2 separate regions of the Zea mays genome follow, and region 2 is linked to region 1. Evidence: chromatin contacts called from public Hi-C data. All regions are on one chromosome and are shown on one strand. The core of a region is the stretch at or near the end of the contact, and the rest is flanking DNA. Distances in the headings are between cores, read along the strand shown.

Region 1 (5,426 bases), core at 2,838-5,337:
GAGGCAGTGCACGTTTCTCTGACCGGGCACGAAGTCCCGCTCTATGTTGCGCGCAGTCTGTTGATTGCCGTAGACTGTGATGACGCCTAATGGACCTGGTATCTTCATACACAGGTATAGTCCGTGAATGGCTGCTTCGAACTTATTGATGGAGCCCCGGCCCATGATGGCATTGTATGGATATACCATATCCACGATATCAAAGGTTACTTGCTCGCTTCGGGCATTGGGTGCTACACCGAAGGAGAGAGGCAGCTCTATTTTGCCGACAGGAAAGGTGCCCTTGCCGCCGAAGCCATACAACGGGTTGTCCGAAGGCTTGAGCAGGCTGTGGCTTATGCCCATGCGATCGAAGGCATGGAGAAAGATGATGTCCGCCTGACTGCCATTGTCAACTAGGACTTTGTGCAGGTCCCAGCCTGCCACGCTGCAATCAATAACCATGGCGTCGCAGTGGGGGGCGCTGCGTAGGTCGACGTCTCGTGCGTCGAAGGTTAACGGTATGTGGGACCACTTTGTCTGCACGACTGGGCCGGTGACGGCGACGTGGTTGATGCTGCGGTAGTGGTCCCGCTTCTGCCGCTTTGTGTCGAAGTCAGTGCTGGACCCCCTAGTATCATGTGAATGACTCCGCGATATGGCTGATCGGCGAAGTCTTCCTGCTTTGGAGCATGGGGGATGTTTTGATGTTGCTGGTGTGGTGGTGGGGGTGGGGGAGGTACGATTTGTACTTCCGGATGGTGTTGGTAAGTGTGGTGCGGTGGATGCGGGGCGGGGGCGTGGATATATGGTGGAGGGGGTTGCTGGTAAGTGTGTGCAACAACTCTGGGGTTGTCGGCTGGTTGCGCCCGTGCCATCCTGTCTCTGGTGGCCTTCGTTTCTGGGCAGTCTTTGGTTTGGTGGGCGCAGTCTTCGCCGTGGAAGAGGCAGTAGAATCGGCGCGGCGGCTGCGCACGCCCCCGACCCCTGCCGCGAGTTCCATTTCCGCGGCCCTAGGGGGGATACTCCTGGCGACGAGGGGCGTCAGCAGCGGGGTGCTGGTTGGCGATGTTGTGCACTTGCTGTTGACTGCAGCCGTTTCGACCGGAGTCCGGCTGCGGAGTCCTCGTCCACGTGCGGCTGGACTGTGGAGCATCTTTTGGCTTCCTTTGGGATTCAACCTTGCGCTGGTGGAGCTCTTCGGATTTGGCGTACTTTTCAAACAGCTGATATAATTCCTGGAGGTTCTTGGGCGGATCTCTGATGCAGTGGCTGTAAAGGACACCGACGCGAAGGCCACTGATAGCGTAGTGAATAGCGATCTGGTCATCGACTGAGGGCAACTGTGACTTGAGTGTTAAAAATTTGCGGTAATACTCCCGCAGAGTCTCCTTTTCCAGCTGCTTGCAGAGCGAGAGTTCGGCCAAGGCGTCGGTGTCTGGGCGGTACCCTTGGAAGTTGAGTAGGAACTTGTCCCGGAGGCTTCTCCAGGAATCAATGGACAGTGGAGGCAACCTGGTGAACCAGGTGAGAGCTGGGCCCTTTAGGGCGATGATGAAAGACTTCGCCATTGGGGCGTCGTCCCCTCCGGAAGATGCAACGACGACCTGATAACTCATTATGTATTGCGCCGGGTCGGTGCTGCCGTTGTACTTGGGATAGGTCCCTGCCCGGAAGTTAGCTGGCCAAGGCGTCACTTGCAGGTGTGGCGCCAGGGGACTTCGCTCGTCGAGATAGTTGACCCCTTGGAATGGCGCGGCGTGCGGGAAGGTGTGGTCGCGCTGGGGGAAATGCGGGTCTTCCGGTTGTGTGCGGTGTTGCAGGGGTGGCCCATGCTGCAGGCCTAGGTGGCCTTCGCGCGTGTCTTCCAGTTGTGCGCGCTGCTGGAGGGGTGGCCCGTGCTGCAGGCCAAGGTGGCCTTCGCGCTGCATCAGCGCGATCTCCCGCTCGAGGTCCTGGGCCTTCTGCTCTTCGTCGCGTATCATTTGCCGCACTTTGGCTAGTGCGGACACGCGCTGGCGCTTGGCCTCCAGTATCTCCTTCTGCCTCTGGAGATTGCGGTTCTTGAGGCGCAGGGCGCGCAACTGTAGCTGTTCTTCCGCTGAGACGCCGAGGACTTCACCATCCTCGGTGAGGTCCGCGCCCTCCAGTGGGGCGAAGCCTGAGGGTGGCTGCGATTGTCCTTCAGGGCCGCAGGTGCGGAGAGTGTCGTCTTCGCAGGTGCGGGGAACGTTGTCTTCAGTGGCCTCTTGGTGGGTGGATTGGGTGAGGGCGAGGGCCTTGCCCTTTCTTGCGGCGAGCAGTGCTGCCTTCGCAGCCTCGTCAGCCTTCGGGTTAGCTCTCTTGGGTGCCATCGCGGGTGGTTTTCTCGTAGCACGAACGGTGGGCGCCAAATGCTGGAACTTGCTCTCAGTTGCAAGGGGATCCAATAAGGGTGAACAATGACGTTAACAGGGTTCTCGCGTGTGGGGGCAATAGCTCTGTTAATCTGGCCTCTCATGGGCACTGTGCGGGGGTATTTATAGGTATCTGAGCGCCCAGCGCCTTGTGTTAAGGACGCATGTGCCCTCAGCCACCTAGGTTATCCCCAGAATATTCCCATAAAGCGGGGTTACAGACTGTAATTACAGGAATGCCTTTACAAATTAGGCCCGTAACACGCGGCGGCCACGCAGGGCCCGTTACAATGGGCCGGATCACACGTGGGCCTCTGAGCTGGACGAGGCCGCACAGTGGGATGACGACGTCGCAGGCCTTCGTCTGGTGCCGAATGAAGCGAAGGGTGTCCCTGCCCGTTTTGTCTCCGTCGGACCAGCAACTGCGGCGAAGGCCTCGAGCGAAGGGTGGCGTCTTTGCCTTCGCCCCAACATTTGCCCTCCGAGGGACCAGTTCGACAAAGTCACCTGGTGCCGAAGACGTCGCTGGATGGCGGAGACGCTGCCCTCGCTCGAAGTGGTTCCGCGGGGGTTTTTGACATGACCGTTGATTGACACCGTACTGTTGGATTGCGGGTTTCCCAAAGTGCCGCGCCCTGTTGGATTGCGGGTTTCCCGAAGCGCCGCGCCCTGTTGGATTGTGCATGCAATGGAAACGAAAATGTCATCCAAAATTTGTGTACATGTGAAAACTCCCACGATCTACCATAATTATCGGATTTACCATAAAAATAGGATTTCCATGCCTGCACCTGCGCATGTGCACGTGGTCCAACGGCTGGGTTTTATGCTATCTCTGTAAACTATTTTCGCTATTTTCATAGACTATTTACGCATAAAAATAGACCCACAATTTATGGCTACGTCCCACACGAAAGGTTGGTTGTTGGAACAGGAGTTTGACTGACACACGTGGGGGTTGAACTGGTGTATGGGCACGGGACACACCTGATAGCCTGCTATGAGGTGGGTGGGCGCGCTGATACGGTCTAGCCAGGTCGAGGGTGGTCGGCCAAGGCTTTCTCTGACATTTGGAAGCCCAGATCCCAATATACCCTCTCTCTATGTATATATAAAAAAATAAAGATTTCAGGCTAAAATAAACAAAAGGCTTGGGCGCGGCGGCCCAATCGCATGAGGCGCCGGTAGCCCAACAACCTCTCCTGGCCGACCAATGTTTTCAGATTAGTCAGTGATTAACCTACTGATCGCTTTAGCGCACTGCGCACTCGATAAGCAGTAACGACGCGATGAGAGCGATCAGAACCCTGATCATCCGATTAGTCGTTTGATCAGGTCGCGGACGATCAGTTTGCCTAGAAATTTTCAGTTTTGGACTGACCAGCTGGCCCACTTCGGTTTTTTTCCCATTCGTTTTTGCCCGCTGCAACCGGGCTTGTTTGAAACCACTCATTTTAAAGAAACTGATTTATAAAAATTGAGTTGGCTACAAACATAACAATTTATATCTCAGTTTATAAAAGTTAGATTTATAGTTTCTTAAAATCAAGAAGTTAATCTCTCGTAGCTAAAAAAACTGGTTTGTTAAAAAGTCAAACAGACCTAAGTCCTGTACGCAGGGCCCATGCACGGTTTTGAGACGAGAGCAGCTCAGCAGCATAGCGCCAGCCGCCGGATTCCTGCGCAGCACGCACGGACGCCATCGAGGAACCCTAACCAGAGCACAGCACACGGAGCGACGGCGGCGCGCCACCGGCGACTGGCGGCTGGTGCCCCCTCTCGGTCCCCACTCCCCAGCACGGCGACGGCCTGCTGCATCAGGTGATCTCTGATGTCTGACTCTCTTCTCCAGTTCTCCCCAGTCCCCGTTTCCCCGACTTCCTGTTCAGTGTTCACCGTCGAGTGGCCTGCTACCCTGCTGTGCTCATGTGATGTGCTCGTTGTGAACTTGTGATTGTGAATTTGTGATCCGATCCGAGTCAGTCCCCAGTCCCCACCCAGTTATTAATGAAATTGACATCCTTGAAGATGATGAAGAATCTGAGGAAATGCAAATGAATGGGGAAGATGGTTCTGGGCCTTCTAGCTCATTTGGGACTGAAAATGCATTTCAAGTGGATGAAGATTTACTTTAGCTAGTAGATCATTTATCACTTATCAAGTGGATGAATATTTGCTCATTTGTTTCATGTTTGACTTTGCTGCAGTTGGACTTTGATTTTAGAACTTTAAACTTATGTCATTTATGTTGTACTCTTTTGCTGGACAACCTGCAACAATACAGTTTTACTTATGTAATGGCTTATTAACCTGTTCCTGTGAGTTTAGAATGGCTGGACTGTTTTTTTTACTATGTTTTACTTTTACCTATGGTAATGTCTGACAGCCATACAGTGCAGGAGAAAGCAGATGGTACACTTATCCTGTGATTTTTGTTGTGTTCCTAACTTTGCTTGGATGTTTGTTTGATTAATTGATTCCATTGGTTTGTATGCTTGTTGCTGCAGATGGTAAATTATTTTTCAGACTCAGAGTGCAAAAAAGTTGGTTCGTCCAGGGAAGAGGAATAGAGGTTATGCTTTTGTGTGAGGTGAGATCTTCTAAGTCCCTTTCTCCAGTTTCCTTTTCAGTCAATACAAACTAAATTCCGAGCCCAGCGTGTTGCTCTTCAGCGGCGGCGGCGGTGCTGGCATTCTTGCTACCTCAGCTCTGCCAGGAAATAAATCGCAGCAGCGCGGAATTTGTGTGGAGATTCATGTTTACGAATGCGCAGCGCCAGGTCGAGCGCACCGGCCGTTCTGGCACTCCGCGAGACCAGTACCTTCAGGTTGGTATCGTCCCTGGTCCCTCTCTTTGTTTTTTCATTACCAATCGATTGGTGCTGGCGCAGGAAATTCACCTTGCAAATTTGTTTCTCGCTAATTAACTGGTTCCGTTTGATTGCTTGTGCCCAGGATCTCGTGACCCAGTTCCAGAACGCCACGGATGAAGGTTGGTGTCTACTTTACGCTTGGTTCTTTTACAGGCCACACCCTTTAGACCAGTCTCTAT
Region 2 (5,447 bases), core at 1,544-4,043, 180 kb before region 1:
AAAATATTGGTTAAATAGAAGGAAAAACATATAAAGCAAATCGTAACACATGTCACATCCATGCATGTACCCATGTTATAAATACTAGATTAATTTCTATAAGTGAGAAGCAGTTCAGAGAAAATGCTGAAAAGACTAAATAATCCAAGTATGCTGATTACTGAATTCATTGACAGCTAATAAAATTAAGGGGAAGTACGTGGCTGCTCTGCTGGTGCTGAAAAAAACCTATTCTGCTATGGGAATAATTAATAGCTTCAGTAAGATCGTGTTTGTTTCTGGTACAAGATTGTAAGAGTGTGTGTTTGTGTGAGCGTAGTTGGTGTGTTGTACTACCTCCGTTCTCGAATATTTGTTGTTCGCTAGTTCATTTTTGAACTAAAAAACGACATATAAAAAAGAACGGAGGAAGTAATTTATTTGGTTTCTCAATGCAATGATACGCAACTTTCCAGCATATTCTACAAAAAAGATTTTTTTTCTACTACAGAACCTAAGAAGATGATTCTAGCTAATAGATATAAAAAAATGATTTTGAAAAGCACCACAAAGTTTAAGTAAAAAAATCTAAAAGACAACCAAATTTATTAACCTGCAGTTTTGGAACCCTGGTAGCTCCTCCTATTAGTTCTACAGCATAGATATCATCGATCTTCATGCCAGAATGTGTCAGCACTTCTTTAACTGGAGTCAGAGCTTGCTCCCATAAATCCTCACAGAGCTCTTCAAATTTCTCACGTGTTATGCTACTCCTGTAAAAAAAAAATAGTGCATAAGCTCAGTAGGTAACACAATGCATATTGCCCCAACCGTTATTTAAGACCACGAGCTTACTATACAGGTTTAAACCAAGGAAAGCTTAAAGCACAAGCTAGGGAAAAACTGAAAACTCAACCATTAAGAGTCCTCATAATTGGCCCGATTGTTACAGAACATAATTTCCGCGTCTCCCATATAAAAAACTTCAACAGCTGATACAGAGTCAATTAAGAAGTAGCCCAAGTGGTCCAGAACTACACAGCCTTTGTTTGCAGTAACCTTTATTTAGATGAGATTGCATCGATGCACTTCAAAAGAAAAAATAACCAAATTTAATCTGATACATCATACATGTCAAGACACTAGACAAATAAAATGTCTTTCGTCCATGCAAACTCCAAACCTAGAAGGTCTGCTTCCAGGACACCTTTAATTAATGAGTTGAAATCCCATTCTTTACAGAACAATTTTAAGCTGACAAATTAGGTTTGAGAGTAAATTTTGCAATGTTGGGTGCATTTTCATTTATCTTGATCCTTGACCTTCTTACATGCTACATCCATATTTTTTTACCAATAGTTATGAGTTTAAAGTATATAAGATAGTAGAGATGCACCTGAAATCAACATCATTATACAGAGATTCTACTGAAATTGGAGCTGCAGTGTTTGCACTAAGAATTTCTTTGGTGCGTTTGACTTGCTTTTTCAACTTAGCCATTGCCTTGGGAGACTGACGGATATCAACCACATTACCGAGCTGCTTATTGAATTGATCAGCAAAATAGTTGACCAGACGCATTTCCATTTCGACGCCTCCAAGTTCAGAGTTCCATCTAACGTCCTTAACCTGCAGATTAGTGTTAGCAATATAGTATTCTGGAGTTGTCACTCATCATCTCACATAGCAGCACAACTCAATAATAGAAAAGCATATTTTCGTCAGATCTATCATAGTGACCATAAGAAATACTTTCATCAAAGATTGCCACCAGGCATTTGAGAGAGGCGCAATTGAACAACTACCAGAAAGGCAAGATAGGGAATTCACCTGGAACTGGTTAACGGAGACTGTCTTTCCGAACTCCTTGGCGTTGTATGCCGAGTAGCACACTAATGCAGCATAGGTGCTACCAGCGCCCATGTCGTAAAAGATGACATGCCGCGACGCATTGGAGAAGTCCTTGTCAATCCCGTACTGAAGCGCGGCCCCAGCGTGCTCGTTGATGAGAGCAAGCACGTTGATTCCAGCCAGCTGCGTGGCCTGCGTCAACGCCCGGCGCTCGGCCTGCCCGAAGTAGGGCGGCACGGCGATCACAGCGTCCCGCACGGGCGCCCCAACGTGCGCATCGGCGAGCCCCGCGGCATAGTGGAGCACCATGGCGACGATCTCCTCGAGGGAGTATACCTGCCCGTCATCGGCGCGGACCGCGGCGGCGCCGCGCGCGTCGGGGACGAGGTCGTAGGGGAGGAAGAGCGACTCCGTGACGGACTGCACGTAGGAGAAGGGCTTGGCCAAGAGGTCCCGCGCGCGGGCGAATACTTTGGACGGGTGCCGCGCCGTGATGCCCGCCGCCTCCTCCCCAATGAGACGGTTGCCGTCGGCGAGCGCGGCGAGGGCCGGGGACTTGCGCTTGGACATCTCGTTGGTGGCAACAGCGATCGGAGCACGGCCCGGGGCAAGATGCACAGCCGCGACCTTAAGCCACTCCGAGCCGAGGTCGATGCTCGCCACCGCCGCGGTCGCCGGCGGGACGGCGACGGCCGCCGCGAGTCCCGCGACGAGGACGGCGAGGAGGATTCCCCAACTACAGGACTGCGCCATGGCGTGTGGCTAGTTGGCTATTGGCTGCCGCTCAGTGCAATGGCAATGGCATGTGGGAGGGGTTCGGAGATCTGGAGTGTGGGGTGCTCGAGGAGCGCACTGCGCACGAGGGGAAGGGGAGCGGAGGGAGGCGAGAACGATCTCGAGGACGGGGAGGAGGTGCAGAGGGAAAAAAATTCTTTGCATACGGAATGCAAACCCCACCTTTTACACATACCCCCACTGCTGGTCCATACAAATAGATTAAAAATAAATTACTAAAGGGTTTGCATCCGGTATGCACAGAATTTTTTTCCGTGCAGAGGGCGTGCTCCTGCTATATTTCGGATTCCGAAATTTTCCTTTTTATTTGTCCTTCATTTATTGCAATTAGAGATTTTGGCTACGGGCCGAGCAGGATCGGCGCGAATTGAGTCATCAATCCAATGATAACCGGCCACGTTAAAAAGTATACATGTGGCGTTTCACGGCGAGCGCGGTGCATTGGACGCGCGAGATATAGAGCCGGTTTGTTTATATATTTTTTTTGCCTTTCCAGGACTTCTGTTACTGTGAAAACAATTCCGGCTCTTACTTCTCCGACTATTTGGATTTTCTAAGGACACAGTAATTTATTTAGTAAAACAGTTTTTTGTGTTTATTTTGAATGTTATGTTAGGAAAATAAAGGGAAGTCAATATAAGCCATGTTTTTTGTGCTCTAACTCTCGGCACGAAAATGGCTTTAGCTCCTCGAGGGCTCTCAACGAGAAGCCTTTTTTTTTTACAACCGTTTATAAGGACTTTATGATAAGCTTGAGCTAGAGCCGTCTAAGGGTGTGTTTGGTTTGGCTTTTGGCTTTGGCTTTTGCCCCCTAAAAGCCAAAAGTCAACCAAAGGGCTGGATCTAGGAAGCAGCTTTTTCTAAAAGCCGACTTTCTCGTAGCGCAAAACTGAAAGCACCCCTGGACCTGCTTTTAGTGGCTTTTGGATGGAACTGTGAAAACATATATCAAAGAACTTTTAACGACTTTTAGTGGTTTCCACCAAACGATTTTTAGCTTTTTAACAGCACACAGCCTACAGCAGCTTTTTCCACAGCTCACAGCCCACAGCAACTTTTTCCACAGCCACAGCCCAACCAAACAGACCCTAAAGAGCCATGCCAAGGAGGGCTTTTCTAACAAGCTTTTATGAGAGTATGGTGTAGAGATAATCTTATTATCATGAGAACTACATATAAAGAAAGATTAAGGAGTCTAAAAGGGTTTAGGATATAGAGAGTGACTGAATCTGCTTTCACAATAACTCGATCGATTATATGTTCACGCTGATTTTGGATGATTTTTATCAAGGTGATTCTCATAAAAACGGCCTGAAAGTTATATGTTTAATAGTACGCAATAGCTTATGATGACTGGAAGTCAAAAATAAACCAAAACAAACACCCTCACAGGACTCAGCTACTCACATTGCATTAAGTCGCCACAAGGCCACGAGCCTACCATGCCTCTCCTAGTCCTTGGCTATACTACTAGTAAACTAATGTTAGGTGCAAATGCACCATCTTATATCATCTCTGACACATCAGCTCTCGACTCCACTCTCGTCTCTGTTGCTCCACACAGCCTGCAATAGGCTATAGACTCAACCAACAACTACTCCGCTGTGGCCTCTCCTAGATGTTCTCCACTATCTTCACTATCGATTTTCTAGCTAAAATGTTGTTGGTCTCGTTCCCTTTAGTATATAGTAGCGGCTACACCACAAACACAGTTGGTACCATATTGTAAAACTACAAGCCCCTCCAGTATATATATTGTGCATGAGTATCAAACTCAATTGGTATCTTCCTCGACTCCCACACAACTTAAATGTCCGGTTGGGGTAGTATATAGCATCCAAGTCTAAAACTACTAATTGGGGTGACATATAGGATTTCTACGCACTCACCAAACACTATGGTGTGATCATTGAATGTGTCGGTGCATGTCCACATCAACTAGTCACACTGAGCTATTTGAATTAGGGCATCCTATGATTTGTTCATGTTATACCAGATATGTACGTTATATTATAGCCCCCCTCTATTGTGTTTTAACCCTCTCTAACTATCCCATTAGTGGCATATCCGGTGCTACATCCGACGTGTCCAGTGTATTATGGAATTCTCCAAACAAAGCTAGAGTCTTCTTTGAGTGTCGTATCTATGACCCGTTTGATGTGGTGTGTCGTTCACATTCACATTGTCCTATATACTTTGAAGCAGCAACCCTTCTTCAGTACAATATCACTTATATCTGGTGGATCACTAGACATGTATGTGCTATTCAGCAGACTATTTTTCTTTGTTTCTTAGTGTGTCTTTATCCGGTCTTCTTTCTTTCTCGTGTTTTAGACTCGTGTGTATTTTAACTTTTTTAGATTTTGAATCATGTATTGTTTGAGGCGTTGATTATCTCGATCATCCATTGTCTCCGTTCAAGTTCACTTATACCTAAAAACACTAACAAAAATATTATTAGTTCAAATAGTTATATTGATTATCAAACACTAAAACTTAATCTCTTCTCTACTACTCTTAAGAATGCAATGTAGGCGTCCACATGGTGTACGGTTCTGCCCCCTCCGCGCAAGCCCCTGCCTCCGTGACCCCCTTGCCCACCTTGCCCCTGACCGTGATCCCCGCCGGCAAACCCGACTGCCATCCTCCTCCCCCGCCTCCCTTCCATCCTCGTCCGCCCCTTCCATACTCCTCCCCGTGCCCCTTCCATCCTCGCTCGTGCTCCAATCCACACGCGCGCCCCTTCCATCCTCGCCCGCGCTCCTCCCACGACCTATGTGAAAGTCGCCTAGAGGGGGGTGAATAGGGCGAATCTGAAATTT

The links. Hi-C and Micro-C count contacts between places; a contact is called where the count stands out from the background.
Region 2: a Hi-C map of ear shows a contact between it and region 1, with 2.6 times the contacts expected there. The contact joins the promoter of LOC103653979 here to the promoter of LOC100194252 in region 1. A contact is called at or near these places in 9 of 25 Hi-C or Micro-C datasets (bundle sheath, ear, endosperm and 2 more) and 1 of 3 datasets of contacts at active chromatin or transcription factors (seedling).

What each region holds. Positions count from the first base shown.
Region 1 is chr4:166,357,235-166,362,660 of Zm-B73-REFERENCE-NAM-5.0, reverse strand. LOC100194252 (ARM repeat superfamily protein) reads left to right here and starts at 4,087. Exons shown (of 8, transcript NM_001139293.1): 1 at 4,087-4,196; 2 at 4,883-4,965; 3 at 5,048-5,202; 4 at 5,330-5,366. The coding sequence starts at 5,131.
Region 2 is chr4:166,531,492-166,536,938 of Zm-B73-REFERENCE-NAM-5.0, reverse strand. It overlaps LOC103653979 (heat shock 70 kDa protein 17), which reads right to left and starts at 2,793. Exons shown (of 14, transcript XM_008680804.3): 1 at 1,810-2,793; 2 at 1,376-1,608; 3 at 593-752. The coding sequence starts at 2,583.